3 separate regions of the Sus scrofa genome follow, and regions 2 and 3 are each linked to region 1. The links are chromatin contacts, called in public HiChIP or PLAC-seq maps. All regions are on one chromosome and are shown on one strand. Each heading gives the region's core, a stretch centred on a gene start, on an enhancer-like site or on the middle of the called end of the contact. The rest is flanking DNA. Distances are from core to core; before and after follow the strand shown.

Region 1 (3,030 bases), core at 500-2,999:
CAAGTCCTAGGAAATATTTGTAGACTGAAGTCAGGGAAGTTTGACTCAGGAGGACAGTCTCGTGGCCTTGGAGACAGAAGAAGGATCAGGTCAGTTTTACTAATGACAAACAATGGAATTTTGAGCCAGTGACATATCTGTACTGATCTAATAAAATGTAGAAAATTATTATAGATAACCTCTGTTATAAAGACAGATTATGAATGAATTGTATTTCATAAACTGTGATGCAGTTATTAGCATACCAAATCATTCAAAGTAGAGTTGAAGCTAACAGAAATAAAATATTTGTTTTCATCCTTGATCATCTATCAAGGCTCATCCTTTCAGACACAAGTGAAATTCAAAAACCCTGTGATATCTTTCCTAGATTCGCTAGAAGGCAGGCCACCTCCAGTCTATGCCTTCTCTCTGCCTCTTTATTCCATTTCCCCTATAGCATCTATCACTGGGAGAAGCATTTGCTTATTTGCATGTCCATCTCTGCTAACAGACTGGCAGCTCAGATCATGATGTATTTGCCAGAATATCCAGCATCTGGCAGAAATTCCTGAAACAGACAATATCCTCAGAACAAGATGGTTGAAGGAGATGAGGAATTATATTCTATGGATTTCTTGTCCAGCACCTCTTAGCTTAAGCTTTAAATTTTTTTTTTCTCTTCTTAATTGTTCTGAGTTTTATTCATGGTTTCAAAAACACACGTTGCATAAATTGAAGAGTATGATTTGGGATATTAGAATTTGTTTTATCTTTCTGCTTTCCTTCAGAGATTCATAAGTCTTCCTAGCTTGTCAAAGTTCTGCTGTAAAAAGCCAGATAGTAAATGTTGTGGGTTTGCGGGGCATTTGGTTTTCTGTTGCAACTACCCAACTCTTCTGTATGGACAGAAATCAGCTACAGACAACACATAAACAAACGGGTATTACTGAGTTCTGATAAACATTTACAGACACAAGTAGTGGACTGGATTTGGCCCGCAGGCCAAAGTTCGCTGACGATTGTCCTAGATATAGAACTCAAATCTCTTTTTTTCCCTGCCATTTCCAACAGTTCCAAGTCACTTAGATAATGTGAAACTTTATGTATCAAATGTCCTATTGCAACAAGTGCTTAACACTTGTGAAAACACCTGTGTAACTTGATTTTTAGACTTTATTATTTTTTCTCTTTCTTCCTTCCTTCCTTCTTTCTTTCTTTTCTTTCATCTTTTTAGGGCAGCACCCACAGCCTCTGTAAGTTCCCAGGCTATGGGTGGAATCAGAGTTATAGCTTCTGGCCTATGTGACAGCCACAGCAATGTGGGATCCAAGCCGCACCTGCAACCTATACCACAGTTCATGGCAACCCCAGATCCTTAACCCACTGAGCAAGGCCAAGGATCCAACCCACATCCTCATGGATACTAGCCGGGGTTGTTACCACTGAGCCACAACGGCAACTCCTAGTCTCTTATTTTCTGACATCACCTGGTATATGTCCGTTGAAATCCAACCACAAGGACAGAAGATAATAAGAAAGCCAAACTGTGTAGCCAATGTGTAAATCTCTTGGCTAAGATGAACAGAAGAAAAGATGCAATCACAATGGGAAGCATTCAGGGTTAGAAACAATGTCTTGTGATAGCAGAAGACTGCATATCCCTACTTTATGCTAGTATAGTATCTGACATGGAATGAATGCACACAGTAAACACTCAAGGAATAGATGATGAAATAAATGATGAAGCCATGTGATTCTGACTCACAGGCATCATTCTTAGTAGGAACTGCTTGAGTTTAGAATTATAATGACATCACCTTGAAGAAGTACTACATGTAGTTTAACTCTTTTATGGATCCATAAAACATTTGCTGTTGTTTTTATCTGCATTGCTAAATTACAAGTTACTGCCTAACCAAATTCTGTATCTTCTTTAGGATACAGCAAAATATCTGTCATATTGAGGGCATGAACTTTTGTAGAATGAAGGGGTGGATGGATACAAAGTACCAGAGAGACTGTGATATTAAATGAGGAATCTTTCCCAATATGAAACATATCATTAGTTGTTGACTCAGATAGGTAGGTAGGTAGGTAGGTAGGTAGATAGGTAGGTAGATAGATAAATAGATGGATAGATAGATAGATAGATAGATAGATAGATAGATAGACAGATAGATAGATAGGCTATATATAGTAAATGGCCATAGAGATATAGAAAAAGGATAAAGTAGAAGCCAAATTAATAATTATTAATTATGGCTGAGGCAAATTCCTTCAGGAAGAATTCATCAAATTCTCTTATGTGCTTCCTTGGTATTCTGTTCATTATACTCAGTTTACGAAATTGGAAATAGCAATTTACACATCTGTCTCCAGTCCTCAATGATGAGCTCTCCATGGACAGGAATCATAGTTGACTCAGGCGTCATAATTGATTCACTTTCTATCTCTGTCTCAGATGCTGTTTCATTTCTCTTTTTTTTTTTTTTTTAACTTAATGATTTTTATTTTTTTCCATTATGGCCAGTGCTTCATTTCTTTTGTGGCTCCTTGCAAGGTCTGATATAGTAAAAATCTCCATAGTTTTTTGAAGACTGAAATCTTTTGGACACCCAAGAGAGGAATATAGGGATTTTGCTATCACCTCATGACTAGAAAGATGGTCTTTAGTTCACGATTTCCTATGTGGTTATCATTTCCCACAGGGGACAGGGCTTCACTGCAGGAGCTCTGAGTTTTCTTACAGCCAAGGCCAGTTTCTTTGGTCTGGCTGAAATGAGGGCTGGCTTACAATTGTTAAAACTAGAGAATCATTGGAATAAAGTGCCTTAACTGTCACCCAAAACAGGAAGCCCTCTGGCAAATAGCCCCATCCCTCCCCCAATTCCCCTACCTTCCTCCAAGGATAATTTTTTTCTTGAGTAATTACAATATAACAATAGTCTGGATTAAGCATCATCTTTTACCTATAAATGATACTGTCAGAGCATGATGCACTAGAAGCTTAAAGCTATTTTAACTGTAGGGTTTTGAAACTGTAAAACT
Region 2 (2,890 bases), core at 357-2,856, 270 kb before region 1:
CTCTGAATAAGCAAGATCTGGAGTCAAGGCTGGGGTCCCAGATAGAGTGCACTCCTCTGCTGGTAGTGGGTGTGGTGCTCCCACAGGCCTAACCCACAGTTCTGCCCCTGCCCCTCCTGGTAGCTCCACCTTTTACAGCTAAGCTTCAGGGCAGCCCCTGAGCTCTCCAGCTCTCACGTGGGCCTCCGGAAGTCTTACAGCTCACAACCCCTCAACCATGGCCTGGGGCTTCCCGGTCAGGGTTTGGTGGAGTTGGTCTGTGGCTGTAGAAGCCTTAGGCCTAGAGGCCAGCCTGACTCTGTTCCTGGGCTGCAGAAAAGCCCTCAGGCCTGGGCCTAGGCACTACTGGGAGGGGTCCAGGAGGCTGAGGATATGAAGGGCCAGTTTAGGGTTGCTGTGGAGGAGGAAGGGTGTGGAAGAGAACAGGCAAAATGCTAATGCTTCAGCTTCTTGTGCCTTCAGACTCCAGGCCTTCAGGAAGGAAGCGGCTTGGTTTCCCTGCCCCGGAACAGCAGGCTGTCAGGGATCTTATTCTGATGCTGGCCTTCTGAAAGGGCAGCTGGACACAGCCAGGGCAGGCCGGGGTCCTGGCTTGGCCTCCATAAGTGGGGCCATAAAAGGGATCTCTGGGGCTAGAAATGGGCAGGACCTAACCCCTTGGCAGGGGAAAAGACACAAGCTTGGGGCAGAGATAGGGATAGTCACAGAATTTCAGGCCCCAGAGCTTGAGGTGTCAAGGGCCTCAGGCCAAGGAAGGCCAGATTGAACCCAGGTTCTAAATAAAGGCAGAGGAATCCCAGTACCAGAGCCAAAGGGGTCAAGAAGCCATGCTGACTTGGTGCTTATTTCCCAGAGTTACTGACCCAGGGCTTCTTCAGTTCTAATTGGTTTTTTTCCTTAATGAAAATAAGATTTATGCACCACAGAAACCAGGGCCAGGCTAAGCCTTTACAAGGTCTCCATGGAATCTTGTACAAGTTACTGGAAAGAGGCTGGAAAGCCAGGAGGGGGCCTGGGAGAGCCCAACTCCATCACTAAATCCCTGTTTGGCCTTTAATAGCTCCATAGCCTCCTTGGGCCTTCGTAACCTCCTGTGTGAAATAAGGGAGTTGGATCACAGCAGAGGTTTCCAAGCTGCTGTCTGTGAAGTCCAGTGATCTGAGGAGGGGCCTCATGAGTCTCTATAAGGGTCAGAGAAGAGGGAAGCTCAGAAGGGGAGGCCAGAAGCTCCTAACACACAATTGCCTGGAATGCTGCCTTTTTTTTTTTTTTTTTTGGTCATACCCACAGTATGCAGAATTTCCCCGGCCAGGGATCGAACCTGCACCACAGCTGCAGCCCTCACCACAGCCGTGACAATGCCAGATCTGTAACCCACTGCCCCGCCAGGGAATGCCTGGAGCACTTCCATTTTGAAGTTTAATCCATTGGCAATCCATATAAGATTTTGTGTGGAAGCCACAAGAAAAAAAAAAAAAAAAAGGAAAAGGAAAGGGGGAAATAAAGAGTAGAAAAGGAAAGAAAGAAGGCAAATAGGAGCTCTGAGCTGGCTGATCTCCAAGCTGTCTCAGGCTTGTCCTTCTCTGACTCACCATGACGCTCTCCTGCTCACATTTTGAAGAACCACTTCTGCTCCCCTCTGCCATCCTCTCAGGAAAGAATCCATACATAAGCCCAGAAAAAGCCACTGGTGAGATCCCATTTCCCAGCTCTGAGGCGTGCTGGCGCGCAGAGGAGGAAATTGGGGGGGTTTATGTGGGCTGGTGGGGAGGAGAGTGGAGGCCCTGAGCTGTAAATCAGGCTCAGAGGTTTGGATTCCCCGCTGCGTGACCCTCAGATGCCCCCTCCACTCCAGAAACCGGTACACTCACACCCCAGCCAAGGGAAGTGTGCCCGGCTCTCAGGCGGCCCCTGGAAGCTGGGCCCACTCTGAGGAGTTGTTTTGATTTTTCAGGAAAAACTACTCCAAGCCAAACCTTCCCTCCCAAGAACAACACAGACAGGGATTTTCAATGTGCTCGGGGGACGAAGGCTCTGGGTGGCCCTATGCGCCGGCCTGGCCAGTAAGACCCACAGGTAACAGGCACACCTGAGTCAGTATGGATGGCGGCTAAGGGCCACTTCTTTTTACTCTAAACACCTCCCACTGCTGCCAAGTCTCCAGGCTTCCTCTTTTAGATGATTTTGCTCTCCCATGTGCCAGCCTGACTGCACGGTTGCTCATCGCTCAATACCCAGCCCTCACATCCAGGAATTCCATGATTGCCTGGAGATGTGGCAAGCCCAGCTGAAGTTGGGGACCTCCCTTATGTGCACACACACCACCCAGGGAGGACCCTCTGCTGCCCTCTCCCACAAGAGGTGGGTTGCCTTGGGACTCTCTGAGCATGTGGGTTAGTGGGATCAGCTTTGGACCAGGAATGGAGAAGTCCCTGGACCCTCCCTCTGTGAGAGTTCCAGTGGGTCACCTCTTTTTTCTGGGCCTGTTTCCTCCTCTGTGAAATATAGGGGACTTACACTCACTCACCCCACATTTACCACATACCTGCTTTCAGGTGAAGTGGTTCTCCTTGACCAAGGTCACAGCCCAAGGAATGGCCACATGGGTGAAATTAACTCAGAGGTCAGTAGGGTCGCTGATGTCAAAGGCAGTTCTGCCTCCATAAAGGCAATGGCTGCGATGCGTTCCCATCTCTCGGAAAGTTCACAGGGTAGTGAGGCAGTGTGATGTTGAAAAATAATCACCTCAATGGTCAAGTAGCAGTCACCTTGCGGTGATGTGGCTGCAGAGAGGCTGGTCCTACAGTGTGTCCCAGAAGAAGTGACCGCCACGTTGAATTTTCAAGGCTGAGCACCAAGCTGTGGGCGGGATGCGGAGAGAAGAACACGG
Region 3 (3,050 bases), core at 4-2,503, 460 kb before region 1:
GTAACAAAGGGCCACTCTGGTGAGGAAGCACTGATCATGGGGGAGGGTGTGCATGTATAGCTGTAGGGAGGATATGGAAAATCTCTCCTAATCTTCCTCTTAATTTTGCTGTGAACCTGAAACTGCTCCAAAAAAAATAGAATATTTTTTGGAGGTCTCGTGGTGGCACAGCAGAAACAAATCCAACTAGGAACCATGAGGTTCCCCTGGCCTCACTCAGTGGGTTAAGGATCCAGAGTTGCTGTGAGCTGTGGTGTAGGTCACAGACATGGCTCAGATCTGGCGTTGCTGTGACTGTGGTGTAGGTCGTCAGCTATAGCTCTGATTAGACCCCCTAGCCTGGGAACCTCCATATACCATGGGTGTGGCCCTAAAAAAAAAAGAAAAATAGAAATTTTTTTAAAATGAAAAATAGCAATTTTTGATTAAAAGATAGGAAAAGATCTGGAGCCTAATATATAAAGACCTATGTCAGGAGAGACAGGATAGAGTTACCTCTAAAACCAGAGCATGTGTGTCATGTTAGCTAAGGGACACTCCACAGGAGTAGGTATCAAACCAGGTTCTGCTGGGCCTTAGATATTGCCCCCAAAGCAGCTATATGTACCAAGGATGGGAGAGGTGGAGTGGGAGACAATTCTTCCACTTCCGTCTGAATATCCATGGTTTCACTTAGTTCACATAATGGATTTCCATAGGAGACTTCTGCTAACAAGAGGATCTGGATGCTTTGAAAGCATATATACAGACGCTTGTTGTCTGTATTGCTTTACCACCAAAATCTGACTCCATCTTTTTCCTTCTAACTAAACTTGAGCGGACTCACTGCCTTGCTCAGACATTCAAGGTCCTTCACGGTCTGGCCTCAACCTTCTTCCAGCTTTTACCTATAGCTGCTTTCCCATGTTCCTTTCTTACCAACCAGACTACCTCACAACTTACTCTTTACATTCCTAAAACGGTACTTTTCAAGTTATAATTACTTGCTAACATGTCAAGTTCTTCCATTAGACTGGGAGCTCTTCAAGGGCAAGGACCATGTTTTGTTCATTGCCTCTTTGTTAACGAACAGGAGGAAAAAGCCTGGCCCCTTCTCAGTTGTTTCTTGCAAGAACTCTCAAAAATGCAGTGACCAGAAGTTCCCACCAGATGGCAGTGTGTGGACATTTTTCCCCTTACCAATCAGAAGGGAGAGGAAGGGTTTACAGCAAATTGCTTTTCATTTCCGTCCTTGTGAGACTGACAAACAAATCTCCTCAGACATCAGGACTTGTAACTGGGCAGGTGAATTCACATCGCTGAATCAGAATCTCAGGTGGCCCTTGTATTCCCTAGATACCTCTTCTCTCTAAAAATATTCCTTCTGCAAGCTGAAAAAGGATTATACTGTTCTGTGTTCTAGGACGGAGGAACTTGGAGTTGAGTCTGATTGTCACAGGCACAAGGTGACCATGTTTTCAGCAGTGAGGAAAAATGGTCACCAACACCCACTGATTGCTGCCATCTGTTGAGGTTCCTTCACCTCCTGCCCACCCCCATCTGCAAGACCCAGGCTGCAAGCAAAAGTCAGCCAAACATGCCAGCTAACTTGTGAAAATGGCATCTTCTCTGCATTCTTGTTTCTTTTCCCATTTGAGACCACGGAGCTGGTTGGCTCAGGAGAGCTGCAGGTGCTCTAATCACAGAGCCCCTCGCCTCTTTACATGGGGACCCTGTGCTCTGCTCTGAGCTTCTCAGAAGCAAAGGGTTCCCAAATGGAAGACATTCCCAGTCCAAATGAAAAACAAGGAGAAACATACCCAAAGGAGCTCCCAACTAAAAATGCTCAGGGGAAAAAAGGACCTCACTTTCTCACTTCCATCTGTTTCTGTGTATCTCTACCCTCACCACAGTCTAAGAAGCCACAAACTTCCCTTCTTGCTCCTTTGAAATCTGCTGTGTTGCCTTGACAAACTAGATGCTCTAGTTTCTCTAAACGTTACTTATTCCTAGGGATTTCTCCATCCTCCACTGCTAGAGCAGAGGTTATAAGGGGATATGAGTCAATAACATTCTGGAGAGTTCAACCTATTTTAACAAAACCATCTTCCAAGTCCCTGTAGATGGGCCTCACTGGGCTGACTCTGCCCCACCCTGGGCAACAGGCTTCATTTAATGATACCAGGATGGTTAGCACCCAAGTTCTAGTGTCAGCAGACCTGGGTCAGATTCTAACTCTGGGTCAAATTCTGACTCTAATTGTGTGATCTTGTGGGAATTTCTTAGCCTCTCCAAATCTCAGCTTCCTCAGCAATAGAATGGGGAAAATATCTACACGTCACAGAGGGAGGTTGTGCCAATTAAATAAGGCAGGTAAAGAGTTTAGCATGGTGCCAGTTCAAAGGGTACTAAATAAATGCTAAGAATCACTGCTAGCATCAGCAGAAATACTCTGCAGAAGACACGGCTCCCTAGAAGTAATTCTTAGTGTTACACTCAGCACAGCTTCAGAAACATTTAAAGAATCCAAAAGCTCTTCACAAATCATGTCGGGACCCATCCCTTAAGTGAGATCCATATTGCTCTCACATACTTATTCTTTCTTTCAGTAGGACTTAGCTGAGTATATAAGCTGTGGCAAGCTCAGGCAAGGCCATGAAGACACCAGGATATATGAGACATGGTTTCTGTCCTCAAGGAGCTCACAGTGCACTGAGAAGCCCACCCCTAAGCAATTATAATATAGTGGGATCCGTGCTGTTATCTGGGTGTACGCAAAATACAGCAGACACAGAGGGAAGGACCCAGAGAACTGACCCACCTTGCAAGACACTGCTAGTCCTTTATGCTCTAAGCCTTGACTTCCTGGATGTGTCTGCTTCCCAAAATAACTGTCTCCCTGACAATATATTATGATAACTTATATCTCTAAACTTGGCACGGACTAGTCTCTCTTAATGGAATACCTTCCTGCCTAGAAAACTCCTACCAATTCTCCAAATCTCTAACTAAAAGTGGTGCCACTTGTACCAGAGCAGGACAATATGGTCCTTCCCCACCCCACCCCCATG

Evidence for each region. HiChIP or PLAC-seq counts read pairs in DNA pulled down with a chosen protein or histone mark.
Region 2: a contact with region 1 is called in an H3K27ac HiChIP or PLAC-seq map of alveolar macrophages. The contact joins two enhancer-like sites. A contact is called at or near these places in 1 of 47 Hi-C or Micro-C datasets (embryonic fibroblasts) and 1 of 2 datasets of contacts at active chromatin or transcription factors (alveolar macrophages).
Region 3: a contact with region 1 is called in an H3K27ac HiChIP or PLAC-seq map of alveolar macrophages. The contact joins two enhancer-like sites. A contact is called at or near these places in 1 of 47 Hi-C or Micro-C datasets (embryonic fibroblasts) and 1 of 2 datasets of contacts at active chromatin or transcription factors (alveolar macrophages).

The regions. Positions count from the first base shown.
Region 1 is chr13:126,239,985-126,243,014 of Sscrofa11.1, reverse strand. All of the region lies in intron 6 of LPP (lipoma-preferred partner), which reads right to left. Among named protein-coding and RNA genes, the nearest start is that of MIR28, 41 kb to the left of the region's middle. Within about 2 kb of position 1,749, at least 3 of the 83 cell types and tissues checked have an H3K27ac peak or open chromatin away from gene starts, as enhancers often do. A contact at or near this core is called in alveolar macrophages, where this site is marked.
Region 2 is chr13:126,511,982-126,514,871 of Sscrofa11.1, reverse strand. No RefSeq gene overlaps it. Among named protein-coding and RNA genes, the nearest start is that of TPRG1, 17 kb to the left of the region's middle. Within about 2 kb of position 1,606, at least 14 of the 83 cell types and tissues checked have an H3K27ac peak or open chromatin away from gene starts, as enhancers often do. A contact at or near this core is called in alveolar macrophages, where this site is marked.
Region 3 is chr13:126,698,679-126,701,728 of Sscrofa11.1, reverse strand. The region is part of intron 2 of TPRG1 (tumor protein p63-regulated gene 1 protein); the gene reads right to left. Among named protein-coding and RNA genes, the nearest start is that of TPRG1, 170 kb to the right of the region's middle. Within about 2 kb of position 1,253, at least 16 of the 83 cell types and tissues checked have an H3K27ac peak or open chromatin away from gene starts, as enhancers often do. A contact at or near this core is called in alveolar macrophages, where this site is marked.